Regions from separate parts of the Rattus norvegicus genome. Here region 1 is linked to region 2. Evidence: chromatin contacts called from public Hi-C data. All regions are on one chromosome and are shown on one strand. The core of a region is the stretch at or near the end of the contact, and the rest is flanking DNA. Distances in the headings are between cores, read along the strand shown. Region 1 has its middle 56 kb from the start of Ctnnd1. Region 2 holds the start of Tfpi (tissue factor pathway inhibitor).

Region 1 (4,844 bases), core at 2,290-4,789, 110 kb after region 2:
TTACATGTTTATGTCATTGCCTCCTATACAGGGTTGGCGTAGAGTAAATGTCAGTATATACAAAGGACTTTAAAAAGTGTCCTACAGAAAGAGCACTAGCAGGGTGTGTGGGTACAGGCATGTAAGCCCAGCTACTGGACAGGACTCAGGAGGAGGATCACAACTGCAACTTAGTGATGCTCTACCTCAGAAGTGAACATGTGGACATGACTCAATGATAGAGCGCTTGCCTAGAACAATCAAGGCCTCAAGGTCAAGCCCAGAGTGGGAGGGAAAGGGGCAGGGGAAAAGAGGATAAAGGAGAAGGGGAAAGAAGGAAGAGATGTGGAGGGAAAAAGAGGGGGGAGGGGAAGGGAGAGGGGAAGGAGAGGGGAAGGAGAGGGGAAGGAGAGGGGAAGGAAAGGGGAGTTACTAACATATTACATATACCTTGAATCAAATCTTTTAAAAAATATGCCCCAGTGGTCTAAGCTATCATTACCTCTTGCCCCAAATCATGCAGCTTCCTGCCATTGGTTACACAATCTTTCCTACTCTACACTGTTCCCTGTAACAGTGATCTAGTAACAACTTCAAACTCTTTCTCTGGCTCTCTTAAAGACAAGGGCCTGTGCTCATGATAACCTTTATAGCCAGAATAGGTTCTAGCATATAGCAATGTACTTAACAAATACATGTAGCTTTTATGTGACTTCATACAACCAAATCTTTTCATAGCTCTCATAGGCTCTGTATGCAGATTTCTTCCTTACCTCCCAAGGATAAACCTTGGTATTTGCAAAAAAGAAAAAAGGAAAAAAAGGTCTCCATCACATTCAAAAAGGCTATCATCAAAAGTACTAGACTTAATGGATGCTTCCACCTGGCCTTGCGTTCCCTAACTTAAAAATAATTTCTGAAAAAAAAATAATTTAGGCACAAATCATTTCTAATAGACATTTAGAATAGGACCTAGATGAGAGAAGTGTAACTATCCATCAAATAATTAATGAACATCTTATCCTGATCTGGGAACTGGACATGTACACTAATTGTCATTTTGGGTTGCCCTTGAAATAATCCTTTAAGTAGTTAGACATAACTTACTTAGCAAAATAATCATCTAATTAATTTAAACAAATACATACACATGTACAGATATATATATAATTGCAGAGAGAACTATCCAATGATAGGTATAATAAAGTTAATATGCCAGCTGTGTTGGCTCATGCCTGAAATCATAGCACTAAAGAAACTAAGGTAGGAGGGTTATTGTGAGTTCAAGACCAGACTGGGCTATCTCAAAATAGTAGCAGTAATAATAAAAGCAACAACATACTTGGTACATGCCAATTACAGTTTAAGTGCCATTCCATTCATAATCTCATTTTATTTTCACTGTATGTACATATTAGGCTCCATGACGAGAGGCACAAAAGATTAAGAAATCTCCCAGAGAGAACTGGGCATATGACTCCTTAGTAAGTGTGACTGCTTAGCATATACAAGGCTGAAGGCTCAACCCCCAGAACTGAGTAAAAGAAGCATAAGACAGGCAGGCAGGCAGGCGCGCGCGCGCGCGTGCGCGCGCGCGCACACACACACACACACACACACACACACACACACACACACACAGCTATGACAGTGAGAATTGGAATTCAGGAAGCCAAGCACCGGAGCCCAAGCTTGCTGCTGAGTTGTTTTTACACATTGTCATTCTGAATGACCTCAAAGACCCCAAGCTTGATCTGACACTAGTCTCAAAAAAGAGCAATCAGCATTTGAGTAAGGCATATATATATATATATATATATATATATATATATGTGTGTGTGTGTGTGTGTGTGTGTGTGTGTGTGTGTGCTATATATAGCACATCTGGAGCCGCTGTAAAACCTAAGCTATGCACCCTGTAAGTAGGAGTGGAACTAGGCTGTAAGGAGTGTCTACTGGAAATGTGTCCCCTGATGATAGACCAGCTGCCTTTCAATTTTTCAGCTAATGGCCCTGAGAAAGATCCTGCAGCCCAGGAAATGATGAATGGTGCTCAAATGAGCTGGGACAGCATGATGCTCCTTCTTGGCTCTCCTACCCCAAAGGTAGCAGTCTCTGTACACAGAAGGTACATCTCACAAGTGAGGAAGTGCTGGCTCAAGTTCCGACTCTCAGCATCCATGTTATATCCAGTTATCCATCTCCCCAGCATTAGAGGATGGAGATAGTTGCATCCCAGGAGCTTGTTGGCCAGCCAATCAGTAAGCTTCAAGTTCAGAGAGACTTCCCCCCGAAATAGAGATCAATAGAAGATATTAGAAGTTGGCCTCTGGCCTTCATGTGTACACACATATGAACACATACATGCATACATACAAGTAACACTTTAAAAGAAAGCATACCTCCATCCTGTCATTGGGCAGCCTATAGTTTTAGTTAAGCCCTACTTTGGATCATGCCCTATTAGAATATGGGGAAAGCTACTCAAGATTTTTATAATGTCGGCAATTTATAAAATGAGGCAGCAAGACTTAAAGCATTGGATCCTACCCTTGTGTTTAAGCTAACATAACTCACATGGTAGCTACTGAAGCTTTACTCAAATTACTTTGTCCTTTTGGAGACTTCAAGACTTCTTCCCTGTCTCTACACTTGCTTCCTGCTCTTGCTCTGCTCACTTGTTGCATGCTAACCCCAGCACTGGGATGACATACACTCCTCCTCTATTGCTGCAGCCTTTAAGCCTAGCTCATTCTATTGGATGAAGTAGCAACTACAGCTTCCCTTCTGCTTTTGCCTTTTCTTTAGAAGACACATGTTCTATTTCCATTCTTCAACAGGTACAGCTAATATGGACACGTTTCACAAAAGTTTTGAACAGTGTCCTTACTTTTTTCCCATATAGAATTATCCTCCATCACCCTTTCAACTTCCATGTCATTGTCCAGCATTCTTATCCACTCCTAATTACATGCTGTAAGGCTTACATCATCTACCGGGGCTTTGTTTAGTAGGCCTTCTGACCACTGGAGCCCACTGACCCTAATCTTTCTTCTTATAGTCTGTGCTCATGCCAACATCTGAAGTAATTAAGGGCTGGTTTATGCATCTCCTACTGCCATTTCCACTGCTCTTTTACTACTGTGTCTAGCTTAAGGACCTGGCCAAAGGTTATGGGAGTTGTGTCTGAATCTTCAGAAGAAATGCTCTGGCTTCTCGAAATCACCTAGAGGTATGACCAATGAAGTACCACTGCAGAGTCCCTGTTTACTGGTTTGTGGGTCACACAGGTAGTCAAAAGTTGGACTGCAAATTATCAAGATCAGTACAACAAAGGTCTCCCCCAATAGAGTATTTGTCGTTGCTTAATAGGCATGCCTGCTCTTTATGAGGTTGGTTCTCTTTGCACATTTACGTGGGTTCCAAGGACTGAACTTGGATCACAAGGTTTGCATAACAGACCATCTGGTCCTGAGTGTTTAATTCATCTCTATGCTAAGCATTCTGTGGACTCCTTCCTTCGCATTTTCCCACATTCCTTAGAAGTCTAAGGTATGCTGTACTTGGCAACCACTCTGTGCAAGGCTAGTTTTATCAGATCCTTGCAAGGATCCCTTCTTGGCTTTGTTTCATCAGCCTTATTTTGTGCCTCTTCAGCAATGTTTAGAGTTCTCTTTTCTAATATACAGCTGGATGTGGCTCAGTGATAGTGTTTGCCCACCATGTGCAAAGCCCTCAATTCAATCCCTACTTCCTTCCATGGAAAGCATTTTCAGGGAATCGAATCCACATCATCTTTCCAAAAGCAGAGCCTAAATAGTTAAAAAGGCTCCACACCGATCCTAAAACAAGAACTGAGATGAAAACAAGGAGAACCAAAGGGATGGGAAAGAGATGAGAAGCGCATCAAGAAAACAAATTTAGTCTGAAAATGACAAAAATGAAAGAACACAAAAAGATGAAGACAAGAAGCACAGGACAAGATCATGACTGAAACATGAACAGGGAACCCATATTCTCCCTCCTGGGGCACACTTCAGCATCTGGACTGCTTGTTGTCAGCACTAAAGATGATAATCAGGGAATGGCAGCAAGACAAGTATAATAATACTAGAAAGACTAGTTGTCACAAGCCTACGAAAATGCTTCAAATTCTTCCAATCATAGGAGCATGGGCAGAACTCTCAACACAGTTCACTCATGGCTTTTGACCCTGTCACTGCACACTACATAAAAACTCAAAATTGTCACAATGATGCAGACAGACCCTTAACAGCAATGAACTACTGTCTCCAGCTTTTCTTTCTTTCTACGTCTGCCAGTAATCCTGGCTGGAACAGCTGAAGAACCTGTTTTAAGGGACAAACTCAAAAAGTCTATCCTATGAAAAAGCAGTTTGCTTTAGGCAGTATCTTTCTTCCATGTTTGTTTTCTTGATCTCCTTGGCTTTGAACAACGGAACCACTTGCTCCCTAGTTGAAGTACCCTGTAGTTCATTAATTCATAATCCAGGACATGCTTTCTGCCTTAAAAGGCACCATATTCAGGGTCTGCCTGGGAATTGCCTCGATGATTTACAGGGTAGAGAAGTACTAGAACTTAGCCTCAGGCCCAGCCTTGGTGCTTCCTCGACTGTTCCCTTTTATGAATTATTACTCACTACTATTACCAAGAGTTAGCCAGTCATTCTGGGGTCCATACGGAAAATAAGCAAGTGTCCTAGGGTTTCAAGTTAGATAGCCACCTACATTAACCATAAAACCTATGTCACTTTACAGGGATAAGATTCCTGAGACCAACTTGTGAATCAATTTCCAAAGTGAAATGCAGGAATTTATTGTGGTATTGATATAGTACTCGTGATC
Region 2 (4,553 bases), core at 533-3,032:
TTTTGAGTACTGGGGGCTAATAACTGGCCCCATTAATTTAAGCTTCTACCGAGTATGGTTATTTTTTTCCTTTGGGGAACAAAATATAACTGGGCAATTGTTTTTGCTTTCATAAACAAGCTATTAACCAATTGTAAAAAAGCGTGTTTAGTTAGATGATGTTTAAGGCAATGAAACAATTAATACCATATAGCTTACAAAGCCTAGAGAAGTCTTCTTTAACTGTGTTGCAAGCCACTGAGATAACACAGCCTTAAAGGCCCTTGTTACACAAATACTGCAGTCTAAATTAATCCACTGAACTTAGGCAAAGGAGGAACGAGAGACTAAACTCCATAAGTTGATCTGTTTTACTTTTTGTTGTTTTCCGAGGCAAGGTTTCTCTGTGTAGCCTGGCTGTCCTGGAACTCCATACACCAGACTAACCTTGAACTCAGAGATCTGGCCACACCCAGTTGATCATATTTTTAAAGATTCCCCAGACCAAAAATTAAGTATGGGGAGCAATGAAACAAACCATTTTGGAGCATTTGAATATTAGAACACAGAGTGGTTTTTAAATAAAACAGAAATTAAAGCACACATGACCTTCCCAGCATGACTCCTGACTCTGGCCCATCTACTTACTGAGAGATTGACCAGACCAACAGTGACTCTTGTTTTGAATTTGGCTCTAGTTACAGGGGGTGTAATTTTCTGGAGAATTGCTCAATATAAAATTCCCTGATTTCATAATATATCCATATTCGAAACTGTAACCATTTTAATGAATAATTTTTTCTTGTAGGTGCAAAAGTAATTGACACCAATGGTTTTATAAAACAAATAAAGCTCCTCGTGGAATAAAGACACTAAAATCTTTAGATCGTGTGGCTCTAACCCCTTATTCATAATATAAAAAGTAAAGAATGGACCAGGCAGTGGTGGCCGCAGACTTTTAATCCAAGCACTTGGGGAGGCAGAGGCAAGCGGATCTCTGAGTTCAAAGCCAGCTTGGTCTGCAGATCGAGTTCCAGGACAGCCAGGGCTACACAGAGAGAAACCCTGTCTCGAAAAACAAAAGCAAGACACAAAGTAAAAATGGGAATCACCTTGTGGGGAGAAAAAATAGTTATGTTACTACAAAACAACATTTACAAAACAAAGATGTTAAAAAGATTAAAAACTTTAATGAAGGTATGGTCATTCAGTGCGTACTCCTAGAGATGAAGGAATTCATAAGCATCTAAAATATTACGGCATATTTTAGAGGTATACCAAGCCTTAGAAGACTTAGAAACCAATTCGGGGGTGGGAGGGAATATCTGGACCACAGCGTCTCTTATCCGCGGCTAGTCTCACGATAGACCAGGCTGACTGAAACTCGCAGATCCTCCTCCCTCTGCCTCAGAGGGCTAGCATTACAGGAGCGCCACTGCATCTGGACTTCTGTTTGAGGTTGTGATGCGAGCAAGGGATAACAGCTCCTGAGGGTGAGCAGGCACGGTAAATGGCCCTGTGAGAACGCCCCTGCAGGGCGCCAGGACTGCCTATGCAGAGGTCTGCTTCCTGCTTCTGTGCCACCTCCTGAATGAGCCACTTCTGCCTGGAAGCTACAGTAACTGTGTGACCGACACTGAGCAACGCACCTGGACACGTTGCGGTTGGGCCACCTGGACTCGGCGGCGCAGCACCGCCATCTCCCTTGGATTTCTTACCTTGATGAGTCAGTCGTCCTCAAAAGAGATCTGGAGATGAGATCCCAAAATTATACGGTCTTCAGAAGAAATCCGGAGACAGGTCCGAAAATGATACAGTCTAAAAAATAATCGAATTTAGGGGTCTTAATTGGGTTCAGTTTCTCTGGCGGTTAAAGAAATAAAAGGCAGGAAAAGTTAGAGAGTTAATAGGTATCAAAGAGAAATCTCGAGCACCGCGGACGGAACCAGCAGTTACAGGAAAGCGTCTGCTTAGGGTGAGGAACACACTCACGCATCGGACACACCGAGAAAAGGATCCTCTGTAAAGCAGAGAGGGTGCTCGTCGGGAAGCCGAAAACCCCAGTCTCTTCTCTCTGAGTCCTGAGGTTTTAAAGCATCTGAAGAGCCTTCCTCCCCCACTTTAGGGCTGGTCACTTTGAGGTTGATTGGTCCAAAACTACGAAACTATGAAACTATGTGACCTGTCCTCAACAGGCCTTGAACTTGTTGAGCCAGTTCCCCATAGGGATTCTCCCCTTGAGGCTTTCGTCTCAAAGTCAGTAGGTGAAGAAGCTAGCCACGGCCTCTCTCCCTATCTGGTGCCTACCAGGAAGTCTGCACAGCTTTTACCCTAATAGACAACAATACCAGCTTCTGGTAACAGGAAAGATGGGCCGCCACGGACGCCACCTGGAGCTTGCTTCAAGTGTGGCAAAGGACTGCCCCAAGGCTCACCCCAGGCCTGGGTCCTGCCCAACTGTGGGGTTGACTGCCCTACTCTGTCTCTCCAAGTAGTTTTCCCAAGTCCCACGAGAAAATCTCTTAGAACTTCTGGGTCTGGTGGCTGAGGGCTGATTGCTGCCCATTGTGGTAACTGAAGACTTAACACTGCCCTGTATGGCTGCAAAACTCTTTTAACCTCTGCCCACAACAAAGCCATCAAGATCGCTCTACTGGCTGTCCAGGTAGCTGGTAAATCTGTCATTCTTAATTGACACAGAGGCCATTTGGTTTACACTTCCTGCTCAGATTTATCCTCAGGTCTCTGTGGTGATGTTGACTACGTGCTTTATCAGTTTAGGAGCAGCACAGTAGCCTTAGTCAGCCTCTCCCCTCACGGATATAGCCGCCTAGTCAGACCATTTCCTACTTAAAATAAGGCCTGGCCTTTCCCAGAGCTTAGGCCTCCAGCTGAGAAAGGCAAGCTCCCAGACACGTTTACCTTGCTGACAGGCTTCCGGCTGAGAAAGATAAACTCACAAAAACAGATTTCAACATAAAAGCAAACTCTAGCTGTCCGTGCTATTACCCAAAACTTGCTTTTTACTATTCCTTTATTCAAAAGAGCTTGCCTTTCAATGACCTTGTTTAGTAATCAAACACCTATGCCTCATAGTATTAGATATTTCCAGATAAAAAGAAAAGGTTTAAAGTTTATGCGAGTTACAAAGGCCTGAGGAAGGGATTCAAAGTATGTGAAAATGATTTAAAGTATGTGAAAAACAAGACTTAAAGATGACATCCGATGTGAGGACATCAAGGTTTGCTCGGTGGAGTTCTGATATGTTCATCTAGCCCTGATAAAACACTGGCTACTAAACTTTTTAAAAACATTATCAAAGTCACAGGCTCAAAAATTTTTAATTTCCTTCCTTTGTTTTCTAAATACAGTCTTAAAGGAGCTTCTCGTTGTTCTAAAAATCCTTTCTGCCCCTTTTTCTTCCCTGCCAAGAAATCTCTGTCTTATTACAGGTAAATAAATGTCCGTGCTTCTTTTATGCCAATAACTTTTCAAGCTTTGCTTTTCTTTGGCTCTAAGGTCTATTCCCGCTGTCTGTAGACATTTGTTAACTGCTTTTCTACAATGAGTACTTTAGTGCAGAATACAGACAGTAGTCATGCTGTCTAAAACGTAAACCTCGTTCTATGCTTAAAACAATTCATGTAAACTTCAGGGGCTCCATCTGTCACTGGCCAAAAATACTAGAGGATCCCTTGCCATTGGTGAGCCAATGTAATTGTTCCCTCAGCAAACAAGATCCTGTCCCCCACTCCCCCACCCCAACCCCATCGCACCCTTCAACTCGGAATTCCAGCCTTCCCACACTGCTAGGACAACCCTCCTCATCTAAGAAGCAGCTACAGAAGACAGACACCGCATCACCCTTTATCATCAACAAAAGGCTGGAATGTTAGTTCTCTCAGCTGTCCAAATATACAGAAATGAGCTCAAGCTGGACTATAGAAAGATTTCTGGAGGATAAATAAAAGCCACCATTCCTCGGGAACTTTGAAAGCAGTTCCCATCTGCCAAATGTAGTCCTTTCCCTTACCTCTGGCAGAAGTGACACATAGCTCCACTGACATACACCTATGGCGGCATATCAAAGCCTATACAGGCCTCCAAACTCCCTCGGTCCCTATTCACAAGTACTTGTTATGCATTTCAAAACCCCCAGACCAGTCTCTCTCCCTCTCCCTCTCCCCGCCCCCTCCAGTCTCCATCTCCCACTGTCTGCACTTATCTCTCCTACTCTCCAAATTCCTTAGCCCTGGCCATGTCAAGTCTGCTGGCCATGTTCGGTCCACTTCTTTCTCTCTGCTGTGAACTCCTCCAGATGCCTCTGGCTGTTCTCTCTCTCTCTCTCTCTCATACCTACAATAAAAACCCAACCATATTATGGAACAATGATGTCAGCAGTTTCTTTGCCGCATCCCTCCACATACAAGAATGAAACACATGAACCTTTGGAAACATGCTCAAAACACATGCTCAAAGCACATGCAAACTGTTAGATTATGTTAGGTTATCTAAGGCAGCTGTAGAGAGATGGGAGACGGAGAGAAAGACAGGCTTGCTCTGACCTTAGGTGG

Evidence for each region. A called contact is a pair of places that touch in the nucleus more often than the background predicts.
Region 1: a Hi-C map of frontal cortex shows a contact between it and region 2, with 1.6 times the contacts expected there. The contact joins the enhancer-like site here to the promoter of Tfpi in region 2. A contact is called at or near these places in 7 of 12 Hi-C or Micro-C datasets (the A7r5 cell line, Schwann cells, frontal cortex and 3 more).

Annotation. Positions count from the first base shown.
Region 1 is chr3:90,082,827-90,087,670 of GRCr8, forward strand. No RefSeq gene overlaps it. Among named protein-coding and RNA genes, the nearest start is that of Ctnnd1, 56 kb to the right of the region's middle. Within about 2 kb of position 3,540, at least 12 of the 93 cell types and tissues checked have an H3K27ac peak or open chromatin away from gene starts, as enhancers often do.
Region 2 is chr3:89,978,942-89,983,494 of GRCr8, forward strand. It overlaps Tfpi (tissue factor pathway inhibitor), which reads right to left and starts at 1,783. Exons shown (of 8, transcript NM_017200.1): 1 at 1,698-1,783.